4 separate regions of the Mus musculus genome follow, and regions 2, 3 and 4 are each linked to region 1. Evidence: chromatin contacts called from public HiCAR-type, HiChIP or PLAC-seq and promoter capture Hi-C data. All regions are on one chromosome and are shown on one strand. Each heading gives the region's core, a stretch centred on a gene start, on an enhancer-like site or on the middle of the called end of the contact. The rest is flanking DNA. Distances are from core to core; before and after follow the strand shown.

The links. Promoter capture Hi-C pulls out the DNA fragments that hold promoters and counts their contacts. HiCAR-type assays count read pairs that join an accessible place to other places. HiChIP or PLAC-seq counts read pairs in DNA pulled down with a chosen protein or histone mark.
Region 2: a contact with region 1 is called in a HiCAR-type map of astrocytes, with 11 times the contacts expected there. The contact joins the promoter of Ube3a here to the promoter of Gabra5 in region 1. A contact is called at or near these places in 2 of 39 promoter capture datasets (cranial neural crest and maxillary cranial neural crest), 5 of 484 Hi-C or Micro-C datasets (cerebral cortex, cortical neurons and forebrain) and 7 of 115 datasets of contacts at active chromatin or transcription factors (astrocytes, embryonic forebrain, embryonic hindbrain and 4 more).
Region 3: a promoter capture Hi-C map of embryonic stem cells shows a contact between it and region 1, with 4 times the contacts expected there. The contact joins the promoter of Herc2 here to the promoter of Gabra5 in region 1. A contact is called at or near these places in 1 of 39 promoter capture datasets (embryonic stem cells) and 1 of 9 other capture datasets (embryonic stem cells).
Region 4: an H3K4me3 HiChIP or PLAC-seq map of embryonic forebrain shows a contact between it and region 1, with 8 times the contacts expected there. The contact joins the promoter of Atp10a here to the promoter of Gabra5 in region 1. A contact is called at or near these places in 2 of 39 promoter capture datasets (hippocampal neurons and liver) and 3 of 115 datasets of contacts at active chromatin or transcription factors (astrocytes, embryonic forebrain and forebrain).

What each region holds. Positions count from the first base shown.
Region 1 is chr7:57,508,367-57,511,712 of GRCm38.p6, forward strand. Gabra5 (gamma-aminobutyric acid (GABA) A receptor, subunit alpha 5) reads right to left here and starts at 1,643. Exons shown (of 11, transcript NM_001362162.1): 1 at 1,374-1,643; 2 at 132-191.
Region 2 is chr7:59,227,258-59,230,603 of GRCm38.p6, forward strand. Ube3a (ubiquitin protein ligase E3A) reads left to right here and starts at 1,493. Exons shown (of 11, transcript NM_001033962.2): 1 at 1,493-2,014.
Region 3 is chr7:56,048,551-56,051,896 of GRCm38.p6, forward strand. It overlaps Herc2 (HECT and RLD domain containing E3 ubiquitin protein ligase 2), which reads left to right and starts at 1,605. Exons shown (of 93, transcript NM_010418.2): 1 at 1,605-1,752; 2 at 2,306-2,398. The coding sequence starts at 2,327. It overlaps Gm34121 (predicted gene, 34121), which reads right to left and starts at 1,500. Exons shown (of 3, transcript NR_166588.1): 1 at 1,192-1,500.
Region 4 is chr7:58,656,335-58,659,680 of GRCm38.p6, forward strand. It overlaps Atp10a (ATPase, class V, type 10A), which reads left to right and starts at 1,868. Exons shown (of 21, transcript NM_009728.2): 1 at 1,868-2,581. The coding sequence starts at 2,121.

The sequences.
Region 1 (3,346 bases), core at 393-2,892:
TAGACTGATTGCATCCCTTAATATTGTACTGTTTTAGCAGGGTATAAATGACCCAATTATTAACATAGGTCTCAAAGTTATCTGACAATTGCATTTTGCATCTATCAAATCCACAAGTTAGATAAATTTACCTTTCTGAAATATTTGCCACACGTTCAAAGCCAGCAAGCTGCTTCTTGTTCTGCAAGGTGCTGAAAGTGTGTGGGAAGAGGGGGAAAGGCACATGTCAGAAACACGTCTTCTATAGGATCGCAATGGTAGACTTGCCGGTGAGGGTCAGACTTTCTGGGTTGGCATTCTGCCCCCAGGACTACATGGCTTAGTAATCACGACACTTGGAACATATCTCTGTTCTTAGCTAGACGCTGGTTAGCGCAGTGGTAATCCAAGCAAGCACTGACCCTGGGCCAGCAGCAACCTTAGAGAAGGCACATAACATCTCAACATGCGCATAACGCAAATAGATGCTCAATGCACACGAGCAAGCCAGAGTTCCAAAAGAAACACATTTCTACGGAGACACCCCCCAACCCCAAAGTCCAGAACTGAAAAACCACACAACAGGTACTTCCATCTCGAAGGATAAGGCCCTCTGAGATTCCCTTCAAGAATAGAAGGCTGGCATGCGGTGGTCGCTTGGGCGAATCCTAGGGCTCGGCGCCGGTAGCCAGGCGAGTCTAGGCGGCGAGCACGCGGCGCCGCATGCAGGAAAACCCGGGCGGTGCCTTCTGCTGCCCCTGAGCCCCCGACTTCTCGATCCCCACAGCGAGACTGCTCTCCCTGGGGCCCCCCAGATTCCGGTGCGAGCTCACCAGTGCTGGCGCACAGCGCAGGTGGGATAAGGGGTGGCACTGCGGAGCCGCAGCCTCCGCCACCCCGCACCTGCTGCCGCTCCGCAGCGCCACCGGACACCTCTGGTGGTCCTGCCCTCAGGCTCGTCCCTCCAGACCTCCTTAGCCCCCAAGCCCGCCAGCTGAGCGCTCGGCAGGCAGCGCCTTCTTCCTCTGCTGCGCGCGGTGCAGTGGCGGCGCAGCCAGAGCCCGGCCTCGAGCAACCCGCGCGACAGGCGCGCGACACCAAGTGGGGCCCGCGCCCACCGCGCGCCCCTGCTCCTGAGCGGGAGCCGCCTTCCAGGCCGGCGAGCTCCACGACGGCCGCAAGCAGCAGCTCTCTGCTGTCCACCGCGAACCAGGAGGCGCTGCGCCCACAGCCCCGTCCAGCCGCGCCACCGGATCCCCTGCCCTCCGTGCTGGTGGCCTCCGCAGTCTCCGGGCAAAGTTTGCACTGCGGGATCCGAGAGCGCCCAACTGCCCTGCGCTCTTCCTGATTCTGAGGCCGGGGTGCCCGCAACGGTGGCCGCCGCAGCTCCTTACCCTACGCGCGGGCCCCGGCTGGCGAGCCGTCGGCGAGGGCGCATCCTGCTTCGCCGCCGCCCGCTGTCCCTGCGCGGCTGGCTGGTGCGGTGTCACCGCCCCATACTGCCGGAGCGAACTTGCCCGGCGCTCGGCGCCGAGGAGCCCCGGAGCCCTGCGCTCCCGCTGCCGCCTTGCGGCTCTGTTCCGCGCCGCGCCTGAGGCCGCGCGTTGCCCCGCTGCAGATTCCCCCAGCGCCCCCGGCGGACTCGCGCTCGCTCTCACCTCTCCAAAGCGCCACATGTCGTCTCTGGGTTTGAGGAACGTCCCTCTGCCTAGGCGCCCGGTAGAGGCCGCCAGACTCTCATCAAATGCACGGCCCCCGGCCCCCGCTCAGCCCAGGAAGCGGGCATGGGAGCTACTGTCTGACCCGCTTCGGGAAAGACCATGTTTCTGCTGAAGTTGCTTGTGGGCATTGGAAGCATATTTGGTTCCCCCTGGAATAATCGCTAGTCACCTTTTAGGACAGAGGAGGCAAGGTGTGGGGACTGACATCAGCATCTGTAACCTAGGTGGATGCTTATGTCAGGTAGGATGGCCAGCACTTTTTGTTCTAACTCAGGAGCAACCTTGAATTTACCCAGCCATTCTTTTCAGAAAGAAACTGGTGCAAGAGAACCCTCATCATTTAATTCACGAAGAGTAATTATTGCTGGATCTTACAGTGAAACCCTTTCACAATAGCAGTGCATGTTTAGGACGTTAGTGAAGACTCATTCCTTGATAAGCTATAGCATCCTTAATGCAGATACAGAGTATGGGGTCGCAGATATAAAAGTAGGTCACAGGCGGTGCAAAGCTTTTCTGTGCCCCTCTGGGGGCTGGAAGGAAGATATTACCTTCTCAGCGGGCACTTGCGGTTGATTAACGTGTTGGTCCAATGTCAGTATCATAGTTTATGCGAGACAAGGGCAGCCAGGACCAATTACGACTGGGAAGAAAAGGCCCTTTCAAATGTTACACAAACTGGACGCGGAGGCAGCTCCTTTCTCTACTGCAGTGTGTTGTTTCCACTGGAGTAAGCTTAGAGCTTGCTTAGCGTACAGAAAGCACTGGGTTCCATTCCCTGCGCTATGTAATCCCCGCACTGTTGGCATATGCCTGCAATCCCAGAACCCAGGAGGAAGAGCAGAAGCTCAAGGTTATTGTGCAGTCTACTGAGTTCTATGCCCTCCTGGTATCCATGCTAACCTGTCCAAAACAAAACAAAACACCAGAAAAGACTTGAATCGAAATCCTGGGGTTTGCTTCGGTGTTGCAAATTTTGTGGGGCACAGACTGTTCAGTGACTTCTAAGTGACAGCACGAACAGTCAAATCTCTCTCTCCCTGTTGGATCCTTCTTTAACAGCGCTGAGCAGAAAAGCCCACCCAAGCCTCTACCCATTCTCCAGTTGGGCCAAAGTACTTAATGGCACTTTTACACATTATAGAAACTCTGATTTTTCCAAAATGAGAACCTGTAAAATTATTTCAGAAACAGGATATAAGTATTACCTTTTTTGCACACATGTAATAGAGCTTACCATGACTATATAGTTAGCCATAGTCTTAAATGACTCTGAGACAAGGGATTCTTCTTGATAGAACATATTCATTCATTCAAGTGGCTTTTCTAAGATGGATAAATTGCACACATGGATTTCTCCATTTGCTGAGTTCTCTGAAGATGTGCCACTAGGATAAAGTTCCCTGAGTAGTCTATAGTTAAGATTCTGAAGGTCCCCTGAAGATTCGGGTTCTAGAGTCTTGATTACCTGCTAGTGAGGCAGGTGGGGAGTGGTGTTAGGTGCTGGGCCATCAGAAGTGTACCCTTGAAAGGGAATAGAGGGCAACCCCTCCTTTTACTGGTTGCTCCTGATGAGCACCATCCTGAAACCCTGCCCTCCCAGCTGCAGAGGACTAACTAGCCACAAACTCAGAGGCAATGCCACG
Region 2 (3,346 bases), core at 243-2,742, 1.7 Mb after region 1:
GATATGTATTTCCTTTAAACTTTTAAGCTTTTTAGAAGTCTGGGCTGCTGGCTACATTTTGATAATTCACATGACTAGACCATGACCTTTCATTTTCAGACTTTTATTTAGGAGTGAATAGCTGAAAGCGTCTTCACATGCTGCAACAGTTTATGTACTTTACTTTTCTTAGCAGTCTAATGATTTTCAGTTTTGGTTTTGTATTTAAATAGTTTGCAAAGATAACTCTTTAAAGGGTTACATTTATTACTGGCCCCTTTCATATAATACAATGGTATTCCAAATGAGGATCTTTAATGGATGGAGAAAAAAAAAGAATAGAAAAAATTTAAAGTATCTTAAAATCTGATATAACAGTTGCACTTATTATTTATCCTGTAATAGTTTACACACACACACGCCTATTATTTTTTAATTTTAAAAAATTGCAAGCCTTTAATCCCAGCATTCAGAAAGCGAATCTCTGAATTCAAAGCCAGCCTGGTCTACAGAGTGGGTTCCAGGACAGCCAGGGCTTCACAGAGAAATCTGTCTTGAAAAACCAATAATAAAAATATTTTTTATAGTGGGGAGATCTTTCATATATATATGATGTGTATATATATATACACACACATACACACACATTATAGGAGCTGTAATAAACAGAAAAGCACATTAATACATGTGATTGTTACATTTTGAGCACTAGATGATTAAGGCTTACTAAGTTGCAAGCCAGGAAATAACATGTCAGCTAGTCTTTATAATAATTTAGTGTCAAAATCATTAACAACAAACCTAAGTTAAACCCTCACTCCGGTACCAACAAGTCACATGGCTCTAACAGGGTTCGGGTGTTCTGTAAATCAAAATTAGTCTCTATCCACGTGTGATCAAGCAAGGCGGTTTCTTCTCAGTTGACATCTACTGGAAGACAACACAGGAGGGGCTGGGCTTTTACCTACTAGTCTGGTAAGCCAGTGACATATCATGTTCTGGCAGAGGCTGATGGCCTTGTTTGCTGAAAGGTTGCCCAATCTCAACGCCTGAATCCTTTACTCGGACAGTTCGGATGAAAAGTCGTAAGGGTCAGCTCTAGCAACAAAACGCTTCTATGCCTCCTCGTGCCGCCAGTAGGCTACACCCTCTTGGCCTATTCGTCCCTCTGACTCCTGGGCTTTGCTAGGCTGGGTAGACCTGTCCGCTCTCGCGAGTACACCGAAGCACACTGGTCTATAGATTGAGTAAAAGGAGCAGAGGCTAAAAACACCAAGCCTCTCTCAGCCCAGTCTCAAGATGGCGACGATGCTGGCCAGCTTCCACCCAGCCCAAGGCCATCTCCCCTTCCCAAAGGCCCCTGCGCCGCAGGCGAAGGCGAGCTAGAGGAGGGCCCCACAGAGCTGCGATCGGGGCGGGGCAGAGCCCGTCGCCATCCCACGCACGCGCAACCCCGCCTCGCATCCCGCCTCCGGACTCCGAGCCCTCGCCCGGCAGGGTTGGCGCGCGCTGCCTGTCGGGATACTCGGTCCGCCCACCTAGTCCTCTCGTCCAGTGCTGCGTTCGCGAGATCCGTATTTCTCCCAAGATGGTGGCGCTCCTCTTTGGGTGACTCCAGGAGACGACAGGGCCTTTCGTCTTTGCCAGCACCTCGTCGCCCCTCCTGCGCTCGCTCTCTCGCTCGCGCACCGGGCCACGCAGCTGTTCACCGCCTCGTTACGCTTCTCTTCCGTCGACCTGTCGCTGACGGTGGCGCCTCCTTCTGCTTCTCTTCGGAGTTGCTCGCCGCCCTCGCCCCCCACTGTGGACAGATCGCGACAGCAGCGCTTCAGCGCCGACTTCAAGGTTGCCCAGGCGCCTGGCCTCTCGGCCTCGGTTTCCTGAGGAGAAGCGCGGGTCCCGCATGAGACCCGGCGGTGGCGCCAGCGAAAGGGAACGAGGCGGTGGCGGGCGGCGGCGGTGGACGAGGGCGACAAGGACCAGTGAGGCGGCCGCAGCTGCGAGGGCCGCAGCCCACGCGCGGGGGCGAGGACAGGTCAGTGCTGCTGCGGCTGCGGCCTGCCCGGCGCGCTCCCTCTGGTCTGTACCGCCGGTCCCCTCGTCACCCTCCGGCCCGCGCTGACAGGGTAGGCGCCGGGCCCTCACCCGCCTCCGTGAGCGAGTGCTTGGGGCGCGTGGTCTGGAGGGGCCGGTGCCAGGACTAGGCCCTGGTGGCTGCGGCTGCTGCAGCCTTAACTGTCAGTGCTGGCTGGACGCAGGAGGGAGGGTTTTGTCACCCACGGGTACCCGAGTGGGCCCGGGGTGGGGCGGACGTGCAGGGCGTCGAGATCGGGGGCCTCATCTAAGCAGAGATCGGAGAGCCAGCCGTGGCTTCAGGCTGCGAAAGGCAGGCCTTTTCCTCCAAAGGGGCGCTCTGGTGGGGAAGACATATTTAGATGTGTGCTTAGTGGGTTGGGGTATTGGGGGTGGATTGGAAGGAAGACGGATGAAGCGGCACCTCAAGCCCAAGGATTGCGCTCTGGTTTTATTCGTGTGCTGCTTCTGGTAGGATTCAGTAGTTGAACGTGAGTTACTGATTCCTCAGAAACTGCTGTGTTAATTTTCAATGCAAACCTGTAAGCAGTTGGCCTCCTCCTCTTCTCCCCTCCCCCTTTTCAGTTGAGAAAATGAAAAGGACGTTTTCCCCATTTTGATGCGGAGGCTTTTTGTTGGAAGAATCAGAGTTGAATGTGCTATAATTGCGTTAGCCTTAAAAATAGAAAGTATAATTTTAATAAGACTTTATCAGCTTTAGAAGAATCCTCTAAAGACAATTTTACGTCAATTTTTTTTATGTCTTTTGAGCATGCTAAAATAGAACAGTATAAAATCTCTTTGGGATTGCGTTAAATAGCTAGTGTACTGTTGGAAATGTTAACTAAATAGTATATGGGATGTGTTATCCACCATTATCTTACTTCGTGAAGGATATTCGTATAACCCATGGTTTTGGGAGAAGCAGCAGATTATGTTAAAATGTTTTGGATAGGGAAGTGCGTTTGAAATAAAGATGGCCTGAACTTTAAGAAATACAGCTGTTAAAAAGCTAAATATCAAAGCCCTATTGGACAAGAGACACGACGAATGTTTTTGACACACCTCAGATTAGTTAATACTCTTAAGATATCTTTTTGGTAAATTATGTAAATTTAGAATTGAGGAGAGATAAAAGGAAAATTTTGTCTTGTTATGTATGACAGAAATTGCTTTAGTATTAAATTCTCCTCTTAAATAGACTGCTTACTGCACTTTTAAGGAAGTGGATACTGCATCTGTATTGCTGATAAGCCTAAGTAAGGATGACTGTAAATCCATAAATACTTAGCTT
Region 3 (3,346 bases), core at 355-2,854, 1.5 Mb before region 1:
GAAATCTTGGCTGAGTTTTGAGACCTTGCTTTTCCTGCTGCCTCAATCTTCAAATTGACAAATAAACACACACAGACACACACACACACACACACACACACACACACACACAAAACCTCTGCCATCCTAGACACTTCACCACATTGCCTCACTATGGTTTGAATGTCCCTTCAGATCTCCTGTTGAAATATTACAGTTTTTGTCGCAGTATTAGGAGGTGGACCCTTTAAGATGTGATCAAGTCAAGTAGACTATGCCTCATGGATCAAAATGATGTGTTTGCTTGGTGTATTCTTGCCACACATGGGTTCTCTTGCCTCTATACCATGCTATGCAACATCAGAAATGCCGTCACCAGATACCAGTGCTATGCTCTTAGACTTAGCCTCCAGAAGTGTGAGGTACAAATGCCTGTATTTATTATTCAGTCATGTTGTTACAGCAACACAAAATGGACTACAAACATCGTTTTTTTAGAGCTAGCAGACACAGTTCTAAAAATGTACGTAGGTAAACATGCTTCAGTATGTGGAGGGACGAAGGGTGTCTTGCATGAGAAGGGAGCCTAAGGGCCAGAGATGCCTCCTCGGGTGTTACCTTCTACTGGTAATTATGCTGTCATGCCTCAGGTTCAAAGCCCTGTCCACCCTAACTGTATTTTGGATGTGGTTGAATTTGAAACCTTGTTCAGATACTTTTGAGTTGAAGCAGAAGTAAATTAGAGTCACACAGTCTTTGGGAGGTGTGATAGACTGTGGATCTTTTATACTGCTTCCTGCTGCTTGAAACAGAGATGTGATGTCTGAGCTATGGCAAATCCCTTGACCCTTGGGAGTGAGTTTGAAGATACATACCAAGGATGACAAAAGACAGGTATTTTAACGTTGCAACTGGGCCACCATACCACTGTGGCATATCCCTCATTGCTGCCTTCTAACACGTGGGAAAAAAATGAACCATCGTATTTAAAACAACAAATCGCACCCAGTTCCTATTTCAAATGTTCTAAGTCCTTTCTTTGCCTTCTCATGGAAAAGTTTAATTTCCACATGCTTGAAGATTATGTTATGTTTTATTTGTAGTTATTTGATTATTCCATGATGATCAGAGAACATATTTTGTGTGATTTTAATTGCTCTTTTCTTACTCCCGCACCCCCATTCCCCCAGGGTCTCTTAACCCAGAATTCACCTGCTTCTGCCTTCCTGGTGCCAGGGTTAAAGGCGAGTACTACCAGGCCCGGATCAATTACTTTTTCTTAAATTTCCTCTTCTGTCCACTGACTCAAAGGCCAAAAGGACGCTGTCGTTAAAGCACAGGGAGCCTCGAGAACCTCGTCCCGCTGCAAATACCTTACCAACTTCGGGTCCCTGGAAGCAAACACAGTCTGGGAAGGGTTGGGACTGGGCAAGCCAGCGTGCGTGCGCACAAGTCCCACCTCCCGGCGTCTGCGGTTGGCTCTCGCTGAGCGGGTGAGTCTCAAGAAGGAAGCTGAGTCGTGCTGAAGGAAGCGGAAGTTGGGGGAGGGGCGTGCGACGCTGCTCGTCCATTGGCTGAAGCCGTCTCTCACCCTTGCGCTATTGGGCGGGCGCAGCCATGCGTCAGCGTGCGCTTCGGGCCGCAGACTGGATCGCGAGCGCCGGCCGGCTCCTGCAGGGAGTGTTCCCTCAGCCGGCTGGCGGAGCAGGCGGCGCCAGGGCTGGCCGAGCTGGGCCGAAGGAGGGCGGAGGGGCCGAAGACGGGCGGCGCCAGGTCCGGGAGAGCGGGGCCCGGAGAGCGGCGGGCGGAAGGCGGGCGTTGGCGCGGAGGAACCAGGGCCTGTGCGCCTCGGAGGCCGCGCAGTCACGGCTGTCTTTTTAGTATTTAGGCGATTGTTGTAGATTTATCTGCAGACATGACTTTTGTTTATTTACCACACTCCGCCGGACTGCTGTAGGTATAGCGGCTGATGCACACTGGTGTCATTTGTCGTTGCGATAGTGAGTTTTTTTTCCTGACGTGTGTCTGTGTGTGTCCCTTTGGATTTAAAGGAGTGGGATGACATTGTGCAGTGGTCGCCGGTGACCACTGTAGGTCCGGCCGGCGTATTGGGAAATCCCAGCGACTCTACCTCTATTGGAAGTGGTATTTCCCTCCCTTCTCCCGTTCTGGGGCCAGCTTTCCCTCTCATCCCTCATCCTCTCGTCCCCTCCCCCAGCTCTCCTTCCCTGTTTTATGTTCTGTCTCGGCCGCGTTAAACAGCAGGATGGTGTAAATAGCAGTTTAAAGAAGCTCGAGGGCTCCAGCGTTTGTGTTTGACTTGCAGGTCTGACCACCCGGAGGAAACATGCCTTCTGAGTCTTTCTGTTTGGCTGCCCAGTCTCGCCTTGACTCCAAATGGTTGAAAACAGATATCCAGGTGGGGTGAACATGGTTTTCTCTTTTCTTTGTGTGTTCCTGTCTCTATAAAAAATGTTTGCTTGAGGAGAATGTGTGAGTGAATGGCAATTAGATCTTGTCTTAGGAAGATTATTTCTTATAATTTACAATGTGACATTTATTATGACTGTTGAAGAGATGCTATGTGGTTGTGGCTTAATTGAAGTTAGTTGTAAGTGCAAGAAACTTGAGATCCAGTTATGCAATTTTTCAGTATTTTTATTCTGGAGGCTTATTTTTATTTGTTTATTTTTTTAAGACAGGGTTTCATATTCCCAGGCTGGCCTTGAACTCCTCAGTGTAGGTGAGGATGACCTGACATCCGATCCTTTTGCCTCCACCTCTTGAGTGCTAGCATTGCAGCACCTTAACACCTTGCTGGGATTATGTGGTATAGTTAGGCAGGTATTTTACCAGCTGAACTCCATCCCAGGTCCTGCCAACATTCTTAATCAAGACTTGACTGTTGTTTGTTTCTTTTTCTTTTTTTCCCCCCTCTTATTTTTAGAAAGGGTCTCCCTGTTAACTCACTGTGCCTGGCTGGCCTCTGCATCCTGAGTCCTGGGATGAAAGGCATGTCCTGATATTTTTGCTATTGATTTTGTATGTCCTGATACTATGCAGGGAAGCAGGAAAGTGATATGTAGTTAGCATTTTCTGCGATTTTGTATTTGTTCTCCCGGAGAGGTGACAGTTTAGATGAGCTGTTGGTTTTATATGTCATCTGTAATTAAGAGAAATGCTCAGATTTTCACACCAGGAACAAGAGAAACAGAATGCTGGCTTGTGATGGTAATGTTTAATAAAGTAATTACAAGTGTTATCAGGAAATTATTAACTAAATGATCACAATAAAATTTTTGTAGATGGTTCCCTATAAGCTACTGTTGTTTATGAATAGTTTGGAAGAGTACTTTTGGATCTGGAT
Region 4 (3,346 bases), core at 618-3,117, 1.1 Mb after region 1:
TAAGGAAATGAAATAAAGTGCTCATGTGACTACATTGACAGTGGGGACTGAATGAAGCACAGATCTTAAAAGGGGGTCAACTGACTTGAAGGCTGTGGGGCAATCCTGGAATATCTGTAAAGACAAGCGACCGCCAAGGAATGAAGGAACTGGCCGACCTGGAACTCCACTAGGTTAGATGATGGAGTTGAAAGCAGAGTCAGGTGTTAAAGACTGGATTTTCTCCTAATCTTTGGCTTAGGATTGTCAACCCTGAGATGAGAGTTCTTTTGGGGGAAATGCAGACACTTTAGCCCAATGTTTTTCTTATCTTGGTTTCACCCTTCAAATTTGAACCTCTTACTGGGAGTGGATATTTGATAGGGAGGGAAATTTTCTCTTCTCTTCTCTTCTCTTCTCTTCTCTTCTCTTCTCTTCTCTTCTCTTCTCTTCTCTTCTCTTCTCTTCTCTCTCTTCCCTTCCCTTCCCTTCCCCTCTCCTCTCCTCTCCTCTCCTCTCCTCTCCTCTCCTCTTCCCTTTCATTCCTTCTCTCTTCCCTCCCTCCCTCCCTCCCTCCTTTCCTTCCTTCCTTCCTTCCTTCCTTCCTTCCTTCCTTCCTTCCTTCCTTCCTTCCTTCCGTAGCTGTTACTTTACTCTTCTAATGCTGGATTCTATTGACTACTATGGGCTTGGTCAAGGATGATAACCTCCAATAGCTGGGTAGCATGTGAACCAAGGAGCACAAGGTTGGACACCCAAAAAGAGGGATAGGAAAAGACAAGTGATTTTTCAGTAAAGCCAGATCAGGACCCTCAGAGGAAGTACCCAAAGCTAGCAAATGGTGCTGAGGTAGGGAGAGAAAGGAAGGACTAGCCTGTTAAAGGAAGAGGCTAAGGTCCTCAAATCTGAACACAAAGTACCCCAAAGTTATTTCTCATTTATTTGCCAGCCATGCTCTCCTAGACCACAAATATCCCCATTTCTCATCTCTGTATCTGTAAAGAGGCACACGGAGTGGAAGTTGTGGGCCCCTACTTCACCTGTAGTATGCTTCCCAGCTCCTTCCAAAGTCACCTTCAATTTCCCAATATTCAATGTATGTAAACTCCTCTCTCCCATCAACAGGAAAGGAACCCTTTGCTCACATTCCCTCAGCTGCCCATCAGGCTCCCTCTCTGCCCAGTCTTTTTCTAGATCTCTAGAACAAAACTGCCCTAGGGAATCTCAGTCCTTGTTTACCAGGCAGGGAAACAGTGACCCAAATGTTTCTTTGGATCTATATTATAATCTTCTCTTCTATGAAGAAATTTAAAAAAAAGTCCTATTTGGGGAACAAAGAATGTTGAAGGTAATTCTAGAAAAAGAAAATTTCCAGTTCACCAAAAAATTATATCTGAAAGTAAGTGCAAGCTGGAGGGTAGGGTGTTTTTTTGTTTTTTTTTTTGTTTTGTTTTTTTTTGGGGGGGGGGACAGAAATAGTGACTTTATGGAGAGTACTTAGGTGGCAATGCGCTTTTCAAAACATAATTTGGAAACTGGAAAATCGGTATACTAAGGATTCTGGGTTTAACTTCAAATGACCCAGCCTTGAGGAGGTCCTAAACCAGCTCTCCAGACAACATTTCCTGGTCCTGGATCAAGTCTGTCTGCTCTAGTTAGAGCGCGCGGGCTAGGAGGGGATGGGGCGAACTGATACTCAGTCTTCCTCTCTTAGTGGCACAGTGAGTTTGCAAACTCTCTGGGACTAAACTGGATGCCTCAGAGAAACGAAAGTAAAGCTCTCTAAAGTTTCCAGCGCGGGCTCTTTTTGTTTCCCGCTATCCGCCCAATCTGAATCTGGGCGCTGAGTGAGGGCGGGGCAGAGGAGCCACCTCGGCGGAAACCGCCCAGGCCGCCTGGGTGGCGGGAGGGGACTGCGAGGGGAAGAGCGCCGAGCCGGCCCGCGACCTCCTGCCCGCGGGGACTAGTAGACCTGGAAGTCTGGACAGGCTGCGCGGGCTGGGCGGGGCTCGGCACGCTGACTGTGGTGTCTGTGCGTCCCGCAGGAGGGGAGTCCGCGCTGCCGCGCCCGGGCGGCGGGCGATGATCACCTAGGAGGCTGGCGCGAGCGGCAGAGGAGCCGGGCGCGGCGACACGCGGCCATGGAGCGGGAGCTCCCGGCGGCCGAAGAGTCCGCATCCTCGGGATGGCGGCGGCCGCGAAGAAGGCGCTGGGAGGGCAGGACGCGCACGGTGCGCTCCAACCTGCTACCGCCTCTGGGCACCGAGGACTCCACGATCGGAGCCCCCAAGGGCGAGCGGCTGCTGATGCGCGGCTGCATCCAGCACCTGGCCGACAACCGCCTCAAGACCACCAAGTACACGCTGCTGTCCTTCTTGCCCAAGAATCTCTTCGAGCAGTTCCACCGCCTAGCCAATGTGTACTTCGTCTTCATCGCGCTGCTCAACTTTGTGCCGGCTGTGAACGCCTTCCAGCCGGGCCTGGCACTGGCGCCTGTGCTCTTCATTCTGGCGGTCACAGCCATCAAAGACCTGTGGGAGGACTACAGCCGACACCGCTCGGACCATGAAATCAACCACCTGGGCTGCCTTGTCTTCAGCAGGTGAGCCAAACTGAGCATCCGAAAAAAGGGTGTTGAGTGTGACTTGCACGAGTCCAGGATGGCCCGCGGAGTAGCCTGGGCCAGGTGAAAATCATTCATCCTCAAAGATGCAGGGGTGCACACAGGTCCCCTGTTCCAGATTAGCACTAAACTTAATTTCTAAACTAGAACGAACCAATGGTTGGCATCTGGTTGCACGTGTTTAGTTTCATCCACATCTGCCCTTACCCTATGCCTAGAATATGATCACCTGAAGTCCTGGCCTCAATCCTTGGCCAAGTCACCATGGCATTTAACACACAGGAATTTATAGCTTGGTCTTAGATAATAGATGTTTTGGGACAAAAAGTTCTGATTCATCGGGCACAGATTAGATTGAAGGTCAGGCAAAAACAACAGTCCATCCATTTAAGTTAGCTATGATCCCGCCACAGTCTGGGTACCATTTTTTAGTCTCCTTGCTCCTTCTCCCTGACCCTGCCGGTGCCCCTCTCTCTCCCTCTGTCCTCCTTTGCCTCTCCTTTTCTTAGGCTTCTTCTTTCTCCACCTTGCTGCAGTGTTTTTGAGATAGGATCTCAATGTAGCTCAGGGTGATGACCTAGTGATGAGCTTCCTTCCTTAGTTTCCCCAGTGCTGGGACATGCCACGAGCCATCTTTTCCTTCCTTCCTTCTTTCCTTCCTTCCTTCCTTCCTTCCTTCCTTCCTTCCACCCCCCCTCTTTTTCCTTTCTCTTTCTTTCCTTCTCTCTCTTTTTCTCTTTCATT